2 separate regions of the Mus musculus genome follow, and region 1 is linked to region 2. A link is a contact called in public Hi-C data. All regions are on one chromosome and are shown on one strand. The core of a region is the stretch at or near the end of the contact, and the rest is flanking DNA. Distances in the headings are between cores, read along the strand shown.

What was found. A called contact is a pair of places that touch in the nucleus more often than the background predicts.
Region 1: a Hi-C map of liver shows a contact between it and region 2, with 4 times the contacts expected there. The contact joins the promoter of Anks4b here to the enhancer-like site in region 2. A contact is called at or near these places in 6 of 39 promoter capture datasets (the 3T3-L1 cell line, cranial neural crest, embryonic stem cells and 3 more), 1 of 484 Hi-C or Micro-C datasets (liver) and 2 of 9 other capture datasets (adipose tissue and liver).

What each region holds. Positions count from the first base shown.
Region 1 is chr7:120,170,790-120,176,312 of GRCm38.p6, forward strand. It overlaps Anks4b (ankyrin repeat and sterile alpha motif domain containing 4B), which reads left to right and starts at 3,069. Exons shown (of 2, transcript NM_028085.2): 1 at 3,069-3,293. The coding sequence starts at 3,130.
Region 2 is chr7:119,664,856-119,670,559 of GRCm38.p6, forward strand. No RefSeq gene overlaps it. Among named protein-coding and RNA genes, the nearest start is that of Acsm4, 22 kb to the right of the region's middle. Within about 2 kb of position 3,221, at least 4 of the 459 cell types and tissues checked have an H3K27ac peak or open chromatin away from gene starts, as enhancers often do. A contact at or near this core is called in liver, where this site is marked.

The DNA of each region.
Region 1 (5,523 bases), core at 1,819-4,318, 510 kb after region 2:
AAAGGCTGGCAAGGGTATGGAGAAACTGGAACCCCTAAATATTCCAGTTTTTATGGTGTGAAATGGTCTAGCCACTTGGAAAATGGCAACTTCTGTGTGTGTGTGTGTGTGTGTGTGTGTGTGTGTGTGTGTGTGTGTGAGAGAGAGAGAGAGAGAGAGAGAGAGAGAGAGAGAGAGAGAGAGAGAATGTGTGTGTACATGCATGTGCAAGTGTCCTGATACATATGTGGAGACAAGAAACAGCCTTAGGTGTCAGTCCTTGTTCTTCATTTGAGGCAGAGGCTCCTGTCCACTTCTGCATACTCCTGGCAGGTTGTCCTGTGAACTTCTGAGGAGTTTCTTGTTTTTATCACCCTTTTTGAAGTAGGAGCTGGGACTAAAGACAGGTGCTTCTGTGTTTGGATTTTTATGTGGGTTCTGGGGGTTCAAACTCAAGTGGCAAGTATTTTAACTGCAAACCCAAATCCCTGTGTGTGTGTGTGTGTGTGTGTGTGTGTGTGTGTGTGTGTGTGTGTGTGTGTGTTGGAGGGGAGGGCACGCACATGCGCGTGTACTCTAACATGGAGCATTAGTCGGCCATCACTGGAAAGAGAGGCCCATTGGACTTGCAAACTTTATATGCCCCAGTACAGGGGAACGTCAGGGCCAAAAAGGGGGAGTGGATGGGTAGGAGAGTGGGGGGGGTGGATATGGGGGGACTTTTGGGGTAGCATTGGAAATGTAAATGAGGAAAACCTAATAAAAAATTTCTTAAAAAGTATATCTGGTTCGAATCAAGAAGTTTTAATGTACATATATAATGATCAAATCATGTGTCTATCACCTAAGATATCATTTCTGTATGCAATCCTCTCCACTGACTGTGCTGAAATATACCATCCACTGGCCAACCACAGTTTTCTACTGTTCTGTAAAACACTACAAGTTCAATTTGGCAATTCCTTAAAACTAAATACAAATTACAATAAAACCCAGAAATTCCATGCCTTCCTATCTACCCAAGAGATGTAAAAATGTATGTTTACACAGGGCCATGTATGTGACTGTTCTTAATAACATTTTTCATCATTAATTAATGGAAGCAACCTAAACATACAAAGATGTTTGATGTGCTAGTGTAGTGGAATATTATTCAACAATTAAAAAATAAACTTTAAAAGATATTCCTTTTAAATAAAGGCCTCAAAACTATGTCACAGGATTCTAGTGATATAAAGTTCTCTACCTGCAACTATATATAGAGAAAACTGATTCATGATTTCTTAGGGTTGGGAGTAGGAATTAATTGCTAATAAACACAAAGGATTTCTTTTAAAAGTTCTGTTTTTACATGAACTCATTTGTCTTTGTGGTATGGGGGAGTCTGAGTTGGGATGGATTCCAGGGTTATCAGCTCATGAGAGATGGATTTAGTGTGGAGAAAACATTGCAAAACTGAGTTTACAAGAGGGCACTTGGCATGTGTTTGAATTACAAGTCTGGCAAAACTAGAATTTAATAAATTCATTGAATGAATCAACAAAAAGACCACCTACATGAAATAGTGGCATATGGGAATGTGATATGTTGAAGCTGTCCTCTATGGTTAGGGTAGCCCACAGCAATCTCCACCATGCAAATGAGGGCAGTCCTGATTGGCTAATATTTGATTTCCAGGACATACTGGGCTCACATGGTACAGCCTGTGGTTCTGAGTTGTACTTGGTTCAGATTGGCCTTATTCACTTACATCATTCTGCAACCAGAAAGTGCTGTTTCCTACAGGGACAAGGGTGGAGCAGAGACCGAAGGAAAGGTCATCCAGAGACTGCCTTACCTAGGGATCCATCCCATCTGCAGACACCAAACCCAGACACTATTGCTGATGCCAAGAAGCACTTGCTGACAGGAGCCTGGTATAGCTGTCCTCCTGAGAGGCTCTGCCAGAGCTGGGAGCAGTACAGATGTGAATGCTCACAGTCAAACCATCAGATTGAGCACAGGGACCACAATGGAGGAGTTAGGGGAAGGACTAAAGGAGCTGAAGGGGTTTGCAACCCCATAGGAGGAACAACAATATGAACCAACCAGACCCACCAGAGCTCCTAGGGACTAAACTACTAACCAAAGAGAACACATGGAGGTACCCATGGCTCCAGCTGCATATGTAGCAGAGGATGGCCTTATCTGGCATCACTGGGAGGGGAGGCCCTTCGTCCTGTGAAGGCTTGATGCCCCAGCATAGGGGAATGCTAGAGAGGTGGGGCAGGAGTAGGTAGGTGGGATAGCACCCTTATGCAAGCAGGGGAAAGGGGAGATGGAATAGAGGTTTTCGGAGGGGAAACTGGGAAGGGGATAATATTTGAATTGTAAATAAACAAAATAACCAATTAAAAAACCCTAACATCAATTCCTCTCTTTCCTATAGCCTGGGTATTGCTACTTGAATCATTTAAAAATATCTATAAATATTAATCATATACATATATATGTATATATAATGACATATGTGTATTTATGTATAATAGAAATATTTATAAAAGATTTTTAAAAAAGAAAGTGCTGTTTCCTTTTTGTGACACTCTCTAGACCAAGCTTTTTTGTGGCAGTTCCTGGAGAGTGACCTGTTTGTCTTCTGGCCTGTCAATCGGCCTTCTCTCCTCCATGTTATAGCAAAGATTTCACAACTGTAAATTTACTAAGATCTTTTATTTTATACTTCAAATGGCTAAATTCAAGTTGTACAAATTAGACCCCCTAAAATCTATTAAAACACCCCTTCTCCCACCCAAGTGAACTTAAACAGTTCAGAGTTTTTTGAGATTATTTCCCATATTCTGTGAGTGGGTGGTCAGTATCACATCTGACACTAGTTAATGGACACAGTAAAGATTAAACGTGCTTCACCACACTCATGACACACCTGTCAGGCCTCAGTGGTCATTGCCATGGTTGGTCCCCAAAGGAAAGGCCCAAGTCCAGGATTGCAGGTCTTCCTGGCTGGCTGCCTTCCAAGGAGCAAGGCCGGAGTGAACTTTGGCCTGGGGTGATACTCCCCGTCACTGATTAACCAGCCCTGTTGGAAGACTGTGTTACCAGCTCTGCCTAGACAAAGACTCCTACCTGGCCAAGCTCTGGTGGGCAGAAAAAATGTCTACCCGCTATCACCAAGCAGCGAGTGACAGCTACCTGGAACTTCTGAAGGAGGCCACCAAGCGTGATCTGAATCTCTCAGATGAGGATGGCATGACACCCACTCTCCTGGCAGCCTACCACGGCAACCTCGAGGCCCTAGAAATAATCTGCAGTAGAGGGTGAGTGATTCCTGTTAGGGTATCCTGGGTGGGGAGTACCACACCGGCAGTAAGAGACAGAGACATCCACGAAGACATTTTACTTCTTTCTAGGCTCCCTAAGTCTTTGGCTTTTAGAGAAAGAGTCAAGACTAAGCTAGGTATGGTTTCTTTCCCTGTGAAAACAGCCATTTAGGAGTCACTCAGGCAGAGGGGTGGGGGTAGGCATTGGAACTATATGCCCTGAAAGTCATATCCATGGAATTGAAATGGTTAACTCCTTAAAAAGAGGTCACCATGCTTTTTGGTTCAGTCATCCTCCTTGGTTAGGACATGGCTTTATTTTACGTTTTCAATTGTGTCACTAAAAACTATCTTTTATGAACACTCGGCCTTGGTGTAAGCTGAATTTTTGAATGAAATTTCTGGCTTTACAAGCTATAAAATGAGTCTTCAATCTTCACACACACACATACACACACCATCCCTTACCTTTAAATTCAAGTCTTTGCTAACTCTTTTATTCTGCTTGTCCTGCTCATTGCCAGAGGGCTAGTCAGGGTAGGCAGCTACGACTTAAGATGGGCAGAAATGGAGCGAAAGAGGAGTCTGGGAGAATGAGAGGAGTGGGAGTGGGAGGACGGGAGGGGAGGTAAAGAGTAAGAGAGCCAAGTGATTCCAGGACAGTGCATATTTAGCATCTGGCAGGTGACAGTCCACCTCTCCTCCTTCTCTCTCCTTCTTCCTCTTTCTCTTTCTTCCACTCCTTCCTCCTCTGATTCCAATTCTTCTCATATATTTTTGGTGCTGCCCAGATGGTGCTGATCAACAGAACATCCTAGTGTTCCTGTGGCAATCAGATCTGAGAGGGGAAGCCAAGCGAGCGGCTTTGGGTAGATGTGATAAAGCTCGTGCCAGGGAAGGGAAATTAAGCTGACATTAGAAAGACAAGGAGCTGATCGAGGTGGAGGGAAGTGTTTTCCCCCTAAGGCAGAACACTGTGCATTCCGAGGATGGAAGACATTGAGCTTGGCTGGACCTGACCTGCACAGGGACAGAACCTAAGCCATAAGACCAGACTATCAGGAGCCTTGAGAATTCTGCTGAGAACTTCAATCTTCTCCTGAGAGCCTAGACACCACACCCTCTATTTACAAAGGAGGCCATCAGATAGATTTATGCTTATGAATATTGTTCTGGTGATTGTACAGTGGTCACAGAGAATGTCTAGGGACATTCAAGGTAAAGTGAAACTCACGTGGTAACACTGGGCGTGGGTAGACACAGAGATGTGAGTGACAGTTTGGATGTCAGAGAGTGATTGGATGTGGCAAGTAAAGGAAGACGAGGGTCAACATCCATGTTTGGATTAAACAGATTGCGGGTCTGGCCACCTCGTTGGACTGGGGAACATGTCAGAAAGAGCGTGCTCACTCTCTATACGGCATCTCCTGAAGCTTTATTCAAGTTAGGTCTTTCTTTTTTTTTTTTTGAGTTAATGTCTCAGTTTTGCTACAGCAGTGAAGTATGCAACACTCTCTATTTAATTTACACCTTTAGTATCATAACCAGCAAATTTATTTCTTAGGTTATCCCCCTATTTGTTACATTTTTTTTTCTAGTTGGCAGTGTTGTGATGATTGTTCTTCCACGTAAGTCCTGGTCCATACTTTTTTTTTTCCGAGTGCAAATTCTCAGAACTAAAGTTGTCAGTTGGCCTACACTTGTGCTATGATAACGAAATACCTCAGACAAGGTAACTCAGAGAGGATAAAACTTATTCTCATAATTTTAAGAGCAGCCAGGAAGTCTAAGATCAAGTTGGCAAGAAGTTTGGTACCTGGAGAGATCAATTTTCTGTTTCCATGATGGGTTCTTATGGCTGCCACCTCTAGGGAGGGCAAAGGTGGAGCCCCCCCTCCCCCATGATAGGAGAGAGAGGAGGTACAGGCAAAGACAACTAGGAAAAGCAAGTTCCCTTCTTCGATAGGGAATCACTTTTACAAGGGGAAAGGCAGGGTCCTGGTGAGACTGAGAACGCCAGTGCTGAGCAGCCCTTACATTTCTGTCTGCGAGTCTATAACATTGCCCCAGTTTTATAACAGGTTCTTAAATATTGATTTATAAAATTGGCTTTCAGAGAAGGTGTGTGTGTGTGTGTGTATGTGCGAGAGAGAGAGAGAGAGAGAGGGGGGGGGAGGGAGAGAGAGGTTAATGGTAGTGTCAGCATACCAGGATGCATATGTAGAGA
Region 2 (5,704 bases), core at 1,971-4,470:
AAACATCTGCTATGGTTTGAAGGTGAAGTGCCCCCTATAGATTCACTTGTTTGACTACTTGGGCTCCATCTGGTGATGCTGTGGAACTTTTAGGAAGTAGAACCTGAATGGGGGAAGTGGGTCACTGGGAGTGGATCTTGAGACTTTATATCCCAGCCTTGCTTCTTGTTCATTTTTTATCTCCTGAGTGCAGATGCACTAAAATGAGCTGGCCTTGTGGTCCTTACATTACACCATGCCTTTCTTTCGCTATGTCAACCACCACAATGGACAATGAAGTCGTTCTTATGGGGATATTTATTTTATCACAGCAATGGAAAAGTAGGACAATGTCATTGAATCAAGCCTGGATGGGTCAATGATGTAAGCCTGAGTGTTTTCACACTAAGCTACAGGTAATCACGTAAAGTTACCATGATGCTTCATGTGGTGACCTTTCTCTTTAATGAGAATTCTAAAAAGAGCTGTAAATTTCCTAAAGTTTGAATTAATGTGGTTGCACCTCAAATGAATGTTTGTTTTCCAAGTCAATTCAAACTATAGAGATTTTATGGGAAATTTTGCAGGGGTGTTAGTGAACCAGCTTCTGTTGTGAAAGTAAAAAGTGAAGGGAGATACAGACCCACATCTCTTTATAAGATGGAAGAAGAAGTGTATACTACTCAAACAGGTGGCTCCATCTGCCATCTATGAGGAGAATCCAACTGTTGATACACAACCAATTATGTATCAATCTCAAAATTATACTATTGACTCTTAGGGTACATATCACCTCACAAAAGTCAGAGATGTGTGAAAGGTGGTGTATAAACTGACAACATGACTGATTTTTTATTGTAGTTATAAGAAAGCAAGACAACTGGGAGAATCCAGAGCAAAGAGAGAAAGAAGTAGAAGCAGACTGACCATGGCCAGCTGATTAGACCTGGTCATGAGAGAAGTGGGAGCAGGGCAGATGGATAGAGATGGGTTGGGAGTGTGGGAAAGGAGAGAGAGAGAGAGAGAGAGAGAGAGAGAGAGAGAGAGAGAGAGAGAGAAGGAGAGAGAGAAGGAGAAGAAGAAGAAGAAGAAGAAGAAGAAGAAGAAGAAGAAGAAGAAGAAGAAAAGAAAGAAGAAAAGAAAGAAGAAGAAGAAAAGAAAGAAGAAGAAGAAGAAAAGAAAGAAGAAGAAAAGAAAGAAGAAGAAGAAGAAGAAGAAGAAGAAGAAGAAGAAGAAGAGAAGAAGAAGGAGAAGAAAGGAGGAGGAGAAGGAGAAGGAGAAGGAGGAGGAGGAGGAGGAGGAGGAGGAAGAGGAGGAGGAGGAGGAGGAGAGAAGAAAAGAAAGAAGAAGAAGAAGAAGAAAAGAAAGAAGAAGAAGAAGAAGAAGAAGAGAAGAGAGGAGAAGAAGAAGAAGAGAAAGAAGAAGAAGAAGAAGAAGAAGAAGAAGAAGAAGAAGAAGAAGAAGAAGAAGAAGAAGAAGAAGAAGAAGAAGAAGAAGAAAAGAGGAGGAGAGAGCAAGAGAGGGATGGAGGGGGAGAGGGAAAGTGAGGAAGAAAGAGAGAGGGCATACCAAAATAGCAGAGCTATAAGGGGAGTGGTATAGCCATGGGGAAGGAAGCCTGTGAGCTAGGGGGGCTTAGGGTAGGGGAAGAGGTGAGAAGAGTCCTGATACTAGCATGGCCTTTGAAATGGATAACAGGTTCTTGTGATTCTGAAGGAGCTTGAAGGCCAGCATATGCCATGGTATGCTAATAGACAGCCATTTGTCCCTTCTGCCTTTTGGATCTTGGGGAAATGGACAGGTGCATCAGCTTTGGAGACGAGCAATGGGGAGAACACGGACAGTTGTGACTAACAGATGTGATCCCTTCCTGAAAGGGGTGATTCCTCACTGGGCATATATAAGTGTAAAATTTGTTTTTCCTGAGAAATATGAATAAGAAGATGTTTGGGGGTTTGTTTGTTTATTTGTTTGGTCTCACGTAGCCCAGGCTGGTCATATATAACTGAAGATGGCCTTTAACTTCTGTTCTTCCTGCCTCTACATGCACATAATGGGATTACAGATGTGCATTCTTGGTCTTTGTGGTGCTGAGGCTTGGACCCAGGACCTTGTGCATGCTGGGTAAGCACTCTACCAATCGAGCTGCATCCCCAGCTCTACACTTTTTAGAGATTTTATTTATTCTATGTATATGAGTACACTGGGGCTGTCTTCAGCCACACCAGACAAGGGCATCGGATCCCATTACAGATGGTTGTGAGCCACCATGTGGTTGCTGGGATTTGAACTCAGGACCTCTGGAAGAGCAGTCAGTGTTCTTCTCTCCAGCCCCCAGCTCTACATTTTTAGAACTCTAAATACAATTTTATTCCAAAGTTAAAGGATCACTTTAAAACTGAGAAATAAACACATATAAACTTAACAGTGGACAGGAAACCTGGGCCTTCTGCTAAATCCCCATGAGTCATCCTCTTAAAATTCTCTGGGCATACCCAGAAGTATGCCCATACAATGTGAAAGACTGAGGGAAAACAACTAATCAAATGTGAACAATACATGTGAAAGTAGCACACGAAATATGCTTGTGAGCGTGAGCATGACTAAGAGAAACGCGCCCCTGTTTTACAATGCCTAGGTTATTAATCCAACCATAATCATGCACAGAAAATTGCTTAGCACAATTTCTATCACAATTTTCTTTCAACCTTCATGCCAGTTCTTAAAAAGACACTTAAGGACATATCTCTGAAGGACATACAAATTGTGTGTCAAAATAAGTGTATATAATATTAAGCATTGAGAACTAACATGCTATAAGAATGTGATTCCAAATAATCAATGATAAAAATTCACTTTCATATTTCATAAAATGACCCTTAAGCCAATCAGTAACAATACTGCAAGTTAATATGTAAATGAACAGAAAACTTGGAAAGTTATGGGAATGACAACAAATGCAATCATCATTTTACAAAATTGATATTTATGAGTATGACAAGAAGACATGAATGAAAATATAATCCCACCTAACCCAGACACCTAGCCTTAGTTTTGTGCAAAACAAATAAACAAAGCAAAACACCCTCTCCAAAGTGAGTTCTGGAACATTTTCCCTTTGACACTCAAACCTTGGTAAAGTACAGAGTGTACTTCTTGGAAGCAGCTACTACTTGACAGAGAGCAATAACCTGGATTGTAAGGGTCAAAGACACAGATCAAATATGCCAAAGAGCAAAGTCTGTCCTACCACTAGCTGGTGAAAGTCCTGAGTCATGGACATCCAGTTCCAGTTGGTGGCTGTCGGGATATTAACCGTGGTTCTGTAATCAGACATGGATGAAGCCCGACAGAACTTCTCTCTGAAAACCAAGCTTCAAGAGTGGATGGCCTAGAACAAGCAGATAAGCCACTTAACTGCTCAGGGGAGAGAAAGTCTTACTCACCCATGGGAATTTAGCCAGACAAAGTGAAAAGTAAAATAAAATAAAACAAAATAATAATAAGCATATTTCATCAAGGTTCATCATGGCATTCCCTTCTTGTGGGTGTGGATAAACAGAATAAATGTTCCTTACTTGAGGTTGGGTAAGTGCAACGATTCTGACTTTGAACAAGAGTCCGTGATCACTAGAGATTTCTGGAGCCCTTGTCCAGTAACCTAGTACAGGTCGGTCAAAACCAGTGTGACCATATCTATGGGATGTTCTCTTCCCTCTCTCTTAGCCCTTCCTCCTCCTCCTCCTCCTCCTCCTTCTCCTCTTCCTCCTCTTCCTCCTCCTCCTCCTCCTCCTCCTCCTCCTACTACTACTACTACTACTCCTCTTCCTCCCCTCCTCCTCCTTCTTCTTCTTCTCCCCCCCTTCTCTCTCCTCTACAAACAATACACACACACACACCTTTGTGTCCCTGTAATGGAGGGTGTGTGTGGCATTTCTGTAGTAAAGTGCATACTCTCACAGTAAGAAATGAACCTCTGCAACCAACAGATTGGGAAAGGATCTTTACCAATCCTAAATCTGATAGGGGACTAATATCCAATATATATAAAGAACTCAAGAAGCTAGACTCCAGAAAATCAAATAACCCCATTAAAAATGGGGTACAGAGCTAAACAAAGAATTCTCAACTGAGGAATACCGAATGGCTGAGAAGCACCTGAAAAAATGTTCAACATCCTTAGTCATCACTCCAGTCAGAATGGCTAAGATCAAAAACTCAGGTGACAGCAGATGCTGGCAAGGATGTGGAGAAAGAGGAGCACTCCTCCACTGCCGGTGGGATTGCAAGCTTGTACAACCACTCTGGAAATCAGTCTGGTGGTTCCTCAGAAAATTGGACATAGTACTACCGGAAAATCCAGCAATACCTCTCCTGGGCATATACCCAGAAGATGTTCCAACTTGTAATAAGGGCACATACTCCACTATGTTCATAGCAGCCTTATTTATAATAGCCAGAAGCTAGAAAAAAACCAGATGTCCCTCAACAGAGGAATGGATACAGAAAATATGGTACATTTACACAATGGAGTAGTACTCAGCAATTAAAACAATAAATTTATAAAATTCTTAGGCAAATGGATGGATCTGAAGGATATCATTTTGAGTGAGGTAACCCAATCACAAAAGAACACACATGATATGCACTCACTGATAAGTGGCTATTAGCCCAGAAATCTAGACTGCCCAAGATACAAAACACAGGAAACTCAAGAAGAAGGAAGACCAATGTGTGGATACTTTGTTCCTTCTTAGAATGGGGAACAAAATAGCCATGAAAGGACTTACAGAGACGAAGTTCAGAGCTGAGACAGAAGGAAGGACCATCCAGAGACTCCCCCACCCGGGGATCCATCCCATATACAACCACCAAACCCAGACACTATTGCATATGCCAGCAAGATTTTGCTGACAGGACCCTGATATAGCTATCTCTTGTGAGGCTATGCCAGTGCCTGGCAAATACAGAAGTGGATGCTCACAGTCATCTATTGGACGGATTACAGGGCCCCCAATGAAGGAGCTAGAGAAAGTACTCAAGGAGCTAAAGGGGTCAGCAACCCTATAGGAGGATCAACGATATGAACTAACCAGTACCCCACAGAACTGTGTCTCTAGTTGCATATGTAGCAGAGGATGGCCTAGTCGACCATCAATGGGAGGAGAGGAGAGGCCCTTGGTCTTGTGAAGATCATATGCCCCAGTACAGGGGAATGCCAGAGCCAGGAAGTGGGAGTGGATGTGTTGGGGAGCAGGGTGGGAGGATAATATAGGGGACTTTCAGGATAGCATTTGAAATGTAAATGAAGAAAATATCTAATAAAAAAAGAAAAAACATTAGAATATTTAAAAAAAAAAAAAAAGAAGGTTGATCAGTAAAAGTAAAGTGGAAAAAAAAAAAGAAATGATCCTCTGCGTATTCCAACATTGCTAAAGCCTTTTCCACTCTGGGTACATCAACACTGCACAGGACAGATTCTACAAGACACAAGACAAAAACTCACTTTCTGATCAAGTCACTCTTGATATAGCCCCTACAGAAACTTCCACTTTGTTCCATTTGAGGAGCTTCTCTAGGTTCCTGTCAAAGAGACAGATGCAGAGTCCCTAGGGGCAGCACTCATAGCATGGAAGAGATGATTTACAATAGCCTAAGCCAGCAACCTGGAAAGCTCAGAATGAAATGGCCACATTCAACAGACCAGAATTTACATCAAGAATCA